2 separate regions of the Pan troglodytes genome follow, and region 1 is linked to region 2. Evidence: chromatin contacts called from public HiChIP or PLAC-seq data. All regions are on one chromosome and are shown on one strand. Each heading gives the region's core, a stretch centred on a gene start, on an enhancer-like site or on the middle of the called end of the contact. The rest is flanking DNA. Distances are from core to core; before and after follow the strand shown.

Region 1 (4,123 bases), core at 23-2,522, 530 kb after region 2:
TCCGCGAGGGGTTTCTGCTTCTTGAATTTTTTCCTCCCCCCTCCCCCCTTTTTTAGCTTTGCCCCCGCGGTATCTATAATACGATCCTCTCTCTTTAAAGTATTGTTCAAAGAAAGCAGTGAGAAAAATCAAGAAAAAAAAATGAATAGTTTGCAAAAATTGGACTTCCTCCCCCCCTTTCCTGGTAGGTATTTTGTCTCTCCCTCTCTCTCTTTCTCGCTCGCTCGCTCGCTCTCACTCGCGCTCGCTCTCTCGCGCTCGCTCTCTCTCGCTCTCTTTCTCTCTCTGGGAGATGAGTGAGTGTCAGTAGGTGTTGGCAGGTTGGCTGCTGCCTGGCTTATTGAAGAGCCTCAGTTTGGCGGCGCGGGTCGGCGGCGGGAGAACGAAATGACGGAACCCGGAAGTCGTGGTGGCCATAGCCCGTCGTACGGCGGAGACACATCCCGGGAGTGGGGAGCGGGAGCGAGGAGGAGCGCGCCGCGCCGAGCCTCTGATATGCAACGAGTGCGATCGGACAGCCCCGGCTGGGGGGGTGGGGGAGGCGGGGGGGCGGGAGGGGGAGGGGAGGCTCGAGCCGGGCGGACCCGAGCAAATCAGCAAGCCTGCTCCTCCACGGGGATGGGGGACGGCGGGGGGGAGGAAAAGGAGAGTGTGTCTGTGTGTGTGAGTGTGTGTGTATGTGTGTGCGTGCGCGCGTGTGTGTTGCGCGCGCGCGCGCGCGAACAGGGAAAGAGGGAGAGGGGGAGAGAGAAGAGGACAGGGAGAGCGCAGAGAGGAAAACTGCAGAAAACCACAGGGAAAGTACGGTACCGCCTCAGATCTTTTCATTTAAAAAAAAAAAAAAAAAACTTACTTCTAGTTCATTTTCCCATCACTCCCGGCTCCTGCCTAACTGGGTCTTGCCGGGGACGTTTGGCATGGCGCTCTAGCTTTTGTTCCTTTTAATTCCGCGGCCTCCCTCTCCTCTGCCCGCCGATTACAGCACCCCGAAGGCTTCCTGCTAACGTCCAAGGGCAGCAAGCTCTGCAGACGGTACCACTGCCGGGCTAAATTTTTTATTAAGTGGCACTTTCTTTTCTGCGCAGATCCAGCAACCTTGTCAATACTCATTTTTTTCCAGGACCAGAAGAGACCAGCTTAACTCAGAGCACACTCCCTCCAAGCGGTGCGGACAAGGGGCCACCCCGAGAGTCTTTGGGGGCCGCGGCGGAATCGGGAGGGAGGAAGTGAGGAGGCAGTCATCTGGGTCCGATGTAGCCAAGGGCGTGTGTGTGTGTGTGTGTGTGTGTGTGTGTGTGCGCGCGCGCCCGTGCGCGCGCGCGACTAGTGTGCGTCTCCAAAGTGGATCTCACTCAGAGCTGGGAAGCACAGGAGGAAAAGACGGAGAGAGTAGGGGAGAAAGAAGTTGCAGGGCGAGGAGGAGTGGCCGGCGCTCACAGCCCAGCTTTGTTGTGGTCGCCCGAGGCGCAGCGGCGGGCCGCGGTAACGCCTGCTAATGGCTGTGTTAATTACACAGGGGCGATTTCGCGGGGTCAGGGAGATGGGGCCAGCTCCGAAAGAACTTTTCCAAAAAGGAAAAGGAAAGGAAGGGAACTACCCCACACCGTTTGGGTGGAAACTATTTGTGGCCGGTGCCTTGTCCTCCCTGGCCCAAGCTGCACCAGGCTTCACCTCTGCGCGGCTGGTTTCCCGGCGGCCGCGCGTCAATCACTACGAGCCCGGAGTTGGGGGCGGAGCCACGGTCACCCAGCGCAAGCCTTGCAGCCCAGCAGCCCTCGTGCCCCTCGGCCCCTTGTGGCGCGGCCGGGCGGACAGGCGCTGGAAGCGCGTCCTCTCCCCAACTTCTCGCTCTCGCCCTCCCAGTCCCTGGCCCAGAGAGTGGAAAGCGGACTGTTGTTCTCCAACGGCCGCATCCCTCCCCAACTTTGAACCCATTCTGGGAAGTGGAGAGTAGAGTGTCTTCCGCGAGCCGCGTCTATCCGACTTTCCCGCGGAGGGAGGGTGGGATGGGGGAGGTTGATTAGAGAGAATAAAGTACTCTGTGTGTGTGTGTGTGTGTGTGTGTGTGTGAGAGAGAGAGAGAGAGAGAGAGCGCGAGAGAGCGCGGGGAGGAGGGCGGGTGGGAGGGCTCTTTTTTTTGGCCCCCGTTCCATGTTCCCTGCTTCACTGTAAGCTTTCGAGCAACAGAAACTAGGCTAAGATTGCAGCCTGCAGAGACTCCAAGCGGAGTCGGAGAAATTTGGCCTCGTTTTAATAGGGCTGAGGAATGAACTCCGGAGGTCAATAAAGCCCTCCAAAAATGATGAATGATTGAGCACCTGTGATGATGATAGTGATTACCAGAGCAATTAAACAGTTTGATTAAATGAGCCATCATAACAATGATGTCTGCGGGAAATCGGCCCTCACATATAAAGAAAGATAGTGCGAAGGGGCTGGCAGAGGCGCGGATAGCGCGACGCCACGGAGAGGGGCTGCGGGCCGCGCGGTTTCTGCCCAATGGCCCGAGCAGGGACGGCCGGACTCACGGAGCTTCAGGGCGGAGAGTGTAGCCCAGGTTTTCAGCCACTCTTTTTTGCCGGGCTTCAAGCCTGCTAGAGCCTACGGGTAGGAAATCTGAAGGTTGGGGGGAGGGTACTTCCTCCACGTCCTCTTTTTTTTCCTAGAAGAACTCCAAGATTAAAAGTATCCTTATTTGTTGCTGAGTTGCTCGTCGACATTTAAGAGAAGGTGAGTAAAAAAGAAAAGAAGATGAAAGAGAAAAGAAAAAGTTGGTCTCCAGAATTTTATTTCAATCGACAGTTACGCGAATTCAGTTTAGCCGGGACCGGGAGGTTTGAGAATGCGGCGGGGTGGGGAGGGGAAAAAACAACAGTCTGCTCTCGCTGCGGAGCGTTTTCGACTTTGCAAAGCTGTTGATGTTGGTGGGTCCAAGTTCCCGGTGCAGCGCCGCTGGCTGAGAAGTTTGTACTCAGTTTTTACTCTTCTAATTATTCTTAAATTCAATTTAAGAATTTAAGTTTATCGTTGCCAATAGGATTATTGTTGTTTTAAATGTCTTGTTCAATAAGTGCCAGTTACGTTTCTTTTTAAAAGAAACTCCTCAGTGTCCTTGGTAAACCTTTTTTTGTAAAGATCAACTTCATGCGGAACCTCTGCCTTGCAGGGTTTAAACATTCAACATTGCTACCTTCTGTTTCTTTTTCTGTTTTTATAGTGGTACTGTAAAGTGAGTTAGCATCTCTATAGCTTTCATTTAGAAAAACTGAAGTCGCATTTTTAGAAAAATATTCCTTCCCTTGCAGTGTGAGTAAAAACAACTCAGATAGACTGATGATTTCTATATTTTCTTTTCTTTCTTTATCTTCTTTTTCTTTTTCTTTTCTTTTCTTTTTTCTTTTTTGAGACGGAGTCTCGCTCTGTCGCCCAGGCTGGAGTGCAATGGCGCGATCTCGGCTCACTGCAACCTCCGCCTCCCGGGTTCAAGCGATTCTCCTGCCTCAGCCTCTTGAGTAGCTGGGATTACAGGGGCGCGCCACCACGCCCGGCTAATTTTTTGTGTCTTTAATAGAGACGGGGGTTTCACCATATTGGCCAGGCTGGTCTCGAACTCCTGACCTCCTGATCCACCGGCCGCGGCCTCTCAAAGTGCTCGAATTACCGGCGTGAGCCATCGCTCCCGGCCGATTTCTATGTTTTCAAACAATTGTAAGCTAATAATGAGTTGATTATCTGGTGATAATCTTGGCTTTTACAAAAAAAGAAAAGTTTAAACTTTATTTTCTTGTGTTTTTATCAGATGCAGAAGGCATTTTTAACCTTAACGCCTTTCTCTGTCTCTCTCTTTCATATTCTTAACTTCTTTTGCATTTTATTGAATACATTAAAGCAAACAACAGGAACAATATGGTTAGGTGTAGGAGGGAGAGAGAAATATGACATTTTAAGATATTGTCAAAAAGTCATATTTAACTTCAACGACTTTTAGTTAAAAAAGTGTGAGAGTGTTAAAAGTGCATTCCTACTGGAGGAAATCTATGTCTTTTTAAAATTTGCCAGTTGTCTCAGGGGAGAACCCAGAATTTCTTTGAACGAAAGAGATCTTACTGATCTAGTTGCATGT
Region 2 (4,160 bases), core at 1,525-4,024:
GTGACTGGCTCATTCCTACTTTTAGTCTTTTGTGTTAGTACCCTTCGTGAAATGACCTTTAGATGCCTTCCTGCCAAACTCCATACTCCTTTAAAGTTGTTCAACAGTCATGTCATCCAAAAATTGGCAGAAAGACATCTAGTTAAGTGATTCACTCTGGTCCATCCAGGACTATAGGTTCTTCCAGGGAGCTGTACTGGTCCCCAGTTTGACACGTTTTCTTGCTGATTTCCTCTACCTTTTCCATATTTTTAGATTCTTTCTCCCATTGAGGACATTCAGAATTAGAGAGGCTATCAGTTGCTAAAGGCCACACATTTTATGGCTGATTTTAAACAGGCAGCCTGTTCTTTGGGTTTTTAGTTTGGTGTTTTCATTTTGTGATTCTACTCCATTTAGTGGGGAAATGGTATTGCTGGCTGACTAAGAAACAGTGTGGAACTTCAGAAATGGAGAGGCAGCTCTAGAAGAAGTAACAGCAATAGATGAGGGGCATGGGATATGATGAGAGATGAGAGCAAGCTGGAGGAGGCTAAGGGAGGGAGAAAAGATGCCTCAGAGGAATAATCAGCTTATTCTAGCCATTTCACATTACAAGAAAAAAAAAACCTAAACAACAACAACTAGAAATTTTTGCTTTGCTTCTATTTTGTGCCTAATAAACAACACCAGTGTCACTGCCAATGAAAACAGCAACATAACTGTGGTTTTTTCCCAGCACTAATTCTAAACCATCTACTGGATTTGGGTCAAAATTATAAACTGCCAACATGTTAAAAATAAAAACAGAAAAACAAACCTGGCATTTTTCTGAAGGGTTGTGATGGTGAATGCAGGACAAGAGCCAGAGAGAAGAGCTGCTATAAAAATAACTGGTGTAACACACCAGGGCCTATTGGGGGGTTGGGGGTGAGGGGAGGGAACTTAGAGGACGAGTCAATAGGTGCAGCATACCACCATGGCACATGTATACCTATGGAACAAACCTGCACGTTCTGTACATGTATCCCGTTTTGTTTTTGTTTTTGTTTTAGAAGAAAAAAAAAACTGGTGCAAACATCCTTGAACTGCTGTTTTCTATAAAAATCTGATGGCTGTGAAGGAAAGAGTAAAGTTGGGAAGGGGAAAGGAATGAGGATCAAGTGGTGTCTGCTTATCGTCAGCTAGCTTTCATGTAAAAGTCATGGCAGGGTCAGCAACAAACTAGCCAGGTGGCAACTCCAGGCCACGCTGCCATAAATAAATAGTTATGTACTAATGTCACACAATCAGAGCTAGATGCAAAGCATATGGGAAGAAAACATTCTGATGTCAATATTCAGGAAAAACTATGGTTGTTAAATTCAGGATCCACTGTTGGTATTGGATTTTGAGATGCCTCAGAAAATTAAAAGTAGTGAAGTTTTTAAAAACCCAGGCTAAAAGATTCTTTGAAATGTACAATATTCCCTTTAATAAAAAATCCTTAACCTTTGGCTTAAGACAGTGTGACTATTTGATGTAGTAATTAAGCATTACTGAAAGTTGGCAAGAGCACTGACTCTGGAACCAAATTTCAGGAGTTTAAATCTTACTACTGCTACTTATCCTCATGACCTCTAGAAGTTCCTTAACCTTTTCATGTCTTAGTTTTTTCACTCTGTACAAAAGGGAAGAGGAGGATAACAGCAATAGTACCTGCCTCGCAGGAAGTTATGAGGATTAAGCGAGTCTGTGCATGGGGAGCCTGTAAAACAATACCTAGTAAACGCCCTGTCCATTTTTATCAAGTAGTCTTACTTAGCCTATTTATTTATGGCCAAAACCGCAGTTGCTTTTGCACCAACCTAATATTTCACATAGACTATCCTCTAGACACCGTGCTATATAATCTTTTATTTGTACCAGCCTATTAATCTTAAAAACAGCCCATGCCCGGGCAAAGTTGCTCATGCCTGTAATCCCAGTACTTTGGGAGGTAGAGGCTGGAGCATCACTTCCGGTCAGGAGTTTGAGACTAGCCTGGTCAATAAAGCGAGACTTCATCTCTAGAGAAAAATTTTAAAATTAGCCAGGTGTAGTGGCATGTGCCTGTAGTCCCAACTACTCGGGAGGCTGAGGTGGGAAGATTGCTGGAGCCCAGGAGTTCGAGGGTGCAGTGAGCCACAATGGAGCCACTGCACTCCAGCCTGGACGACAGAGTAAGACTCCATCTCTACATCAAACATACACAAATAAAACACCTCCATGAATTAAATCAGTTTTACAGACAAAAGAAATGAGGCTTCGATGGATTAAGGAATTTATTCAAGGAGGTATATCTAAAACTTCCAACCCAGGCATTATTCCAGATGAAAAATTTTAAACCACTTACAGGTTCTCTAAAGTCTAAGCACCTTTGCTTTCGTTTGCTTAAATTGTTGAAATCAGAAGAGAAACACAACACATGACCTTCTAAGAACCAAACAGATTTTAGAAAAGAGATTAAAGGAGGGACTGATATCCCAACAAATTGCTTTAGGAGAACTGAGATCCATTCATAATGCATATGGAAAACCAAAAAAGATTGGCTCATTACTCCAAACATTTATTGAGCGCCTACTATTTTCTGAGAACTGGGGTTACAATAAGATGCGATTTTAGACCTTGAGCAGCTAACTGCAAGGAGTGAAAGTGACTTTTTTTTTTTTTTTTTTTTTTTTTGAGACGGAGTCTCGCTGTCGCGCAGGCTGGAGTGCAGTGGCGCGATCTTGGCTCACTGCAAGCTCCGCCTCTCGGGTTCACGCCATTCTCCTGCCTCAGCCTCCTAAGTAGCTGGGACTACAGGCGCCCGCCACCACGCCCGGCTAATTTTTTGTATTTTTAGTAGAGACGGGGTTTCACCGTGTTAGCCAGGATGGTCTCGATCTCCTGACCTCGTGATCCGCCCGCCTCGGCCTCCGAAAGCGCTGGGATTACAGGCGTGAGCCACCGCGCCCGGCCGAAAGTGACATTCTTTACTGCCGGCTGTTTGATGACGTCGGATTTGTTTCAAGTCTGTTTCTCAACAAGGACAAAACTGTCTTCCACGCGATGTACAGAAGTTGTAGGGCTTCCTCAACACAAGCCAAACTATGTTTACAGCGACCCTAGTGAGTTTTCCTGCTCGGACCATGACAGACTTGGTAGAGTGAAGACATGGTTTCTCGGCAGGCCAGTCTACTCTCCGAGGAGCGCTCAAACTGGCGCGTTAAGAAGTGTATTCAAATCGCGCGCTCTGGCAGGGGCTTTCGGGGGCTCACGCTGAAGGATCGCGGGGCACTCGTGAGACCTGCCGCCTGGTCTGTGCGTCAGGCCGCCCTGGCTTCTAGTAATTGGGAGAGTACAAAGCATCCCTTGTTGATCCTTTGATCCTAGGTGGGCGATGCCCTGGATTCCTACCTGCCTACTGAAACTCTGGCGCGGCGCCTTTCCAAGGGCGGCCGCTACTTCCTGGTTGGTTTGCCCTTAACTGACATGGCGGCTAGTTGCCTTCGGCCGCAGCACTGCGGCTGCTCAGTAAGCCAAGCTCGGGCCCTCTGGTGTACAGCCCGTCCCCGCCGCGGAGGTGCCGGTGGAGCCTGGGACCGGGCGAGTCTCCGCCCCGCTTTTGCAGCTAGGGGTGTGTTTCAGGGGGGATTGGGGCAAGCCAAGCAGGCGAGGACCCGGGCCTGTGCCGCTTTGCCTACCCCTCATCCCTCGGCACCAAGGCTACTTGAGCCCCAGGGTGTTTTTTCCTTGTTCCCGCCACCTCTTGGTCCCTGGCCCAACATGATACTGACCAAAGCTCAGTACGACGAGATAGCCCAGTGCCTAGTGTCTGTGCCGCCTACCAGGCAGAGCCTGAGGAAGCTGAAGCAGAGGTTTCCCAGGTAAGTGTCCATCTCTCCCCTCTCACAGCCCTTTGCCTGCAGCAGCAGTGCCTGGGCCGCCCAGGCAGCGCTTAGGAACCACGTGTCACACATTGAGTGGGGAGGAACACCAGTGTCAGGCGTTAGGAGGTCGAGGTTGGCGAAAAAAGGTTTATTCTTTCACTCGCCTTCCACACAAAACTCTTAACGGTGAGTTCATGGCAGCCTCCCAAGGCCTTGCAATTAAATTCAAGTCAACAGATATTTATGGAAAACGTGGTACGTGCTAGGTGATGGGTGAACATAGTAGGT

Evidence for each region. HiChIP or PLAC-seq counts read pairs in DNA pulled down with a chosen protein or histone mark.
Region 1: an H3K4me3 HiChIP or PLAC-seq map of stem cell-derived excitatory neurons shows a contact between it and region 2, with 4 times the contacts expected there. The contact joins the promoter of MEIS2 here to the promoter of CDIN1 in region 2. A contact is called at or near these places in 1 of 7 Hi-C or Micro-C datasets (stem cell-derived neural progenitor cells) and 1 of 1 datasets of contacts at active chromatin or transcription factors (stem cell-derived excitatory neurons).

What each region holds. Positions count from the first base shown.
Region 1 is chr16:29,045,431-29,049,553 of NHGRI_mPanTro3-v2.0_pri, forward strand. It overlaps MEIS2 (Meis homeobox 2), which reads right to left and starts at 1,273. Exons shown (of 13, transcript XM_063794694.1): 1 at 854-1,273.
Region 2 is chr16:28,518,682-28,522,841 of NHGRI_mPanTro3-v2.0_pri, forward strand. It overlaps CDIN1 (CDAN1 interacting nuclease 1), which reads left to right and starts at 2,775. Exons shown (of 11, transcript XM_024349115.3): 1 at 2,775-3,869. The coding sequence starts at 3,475.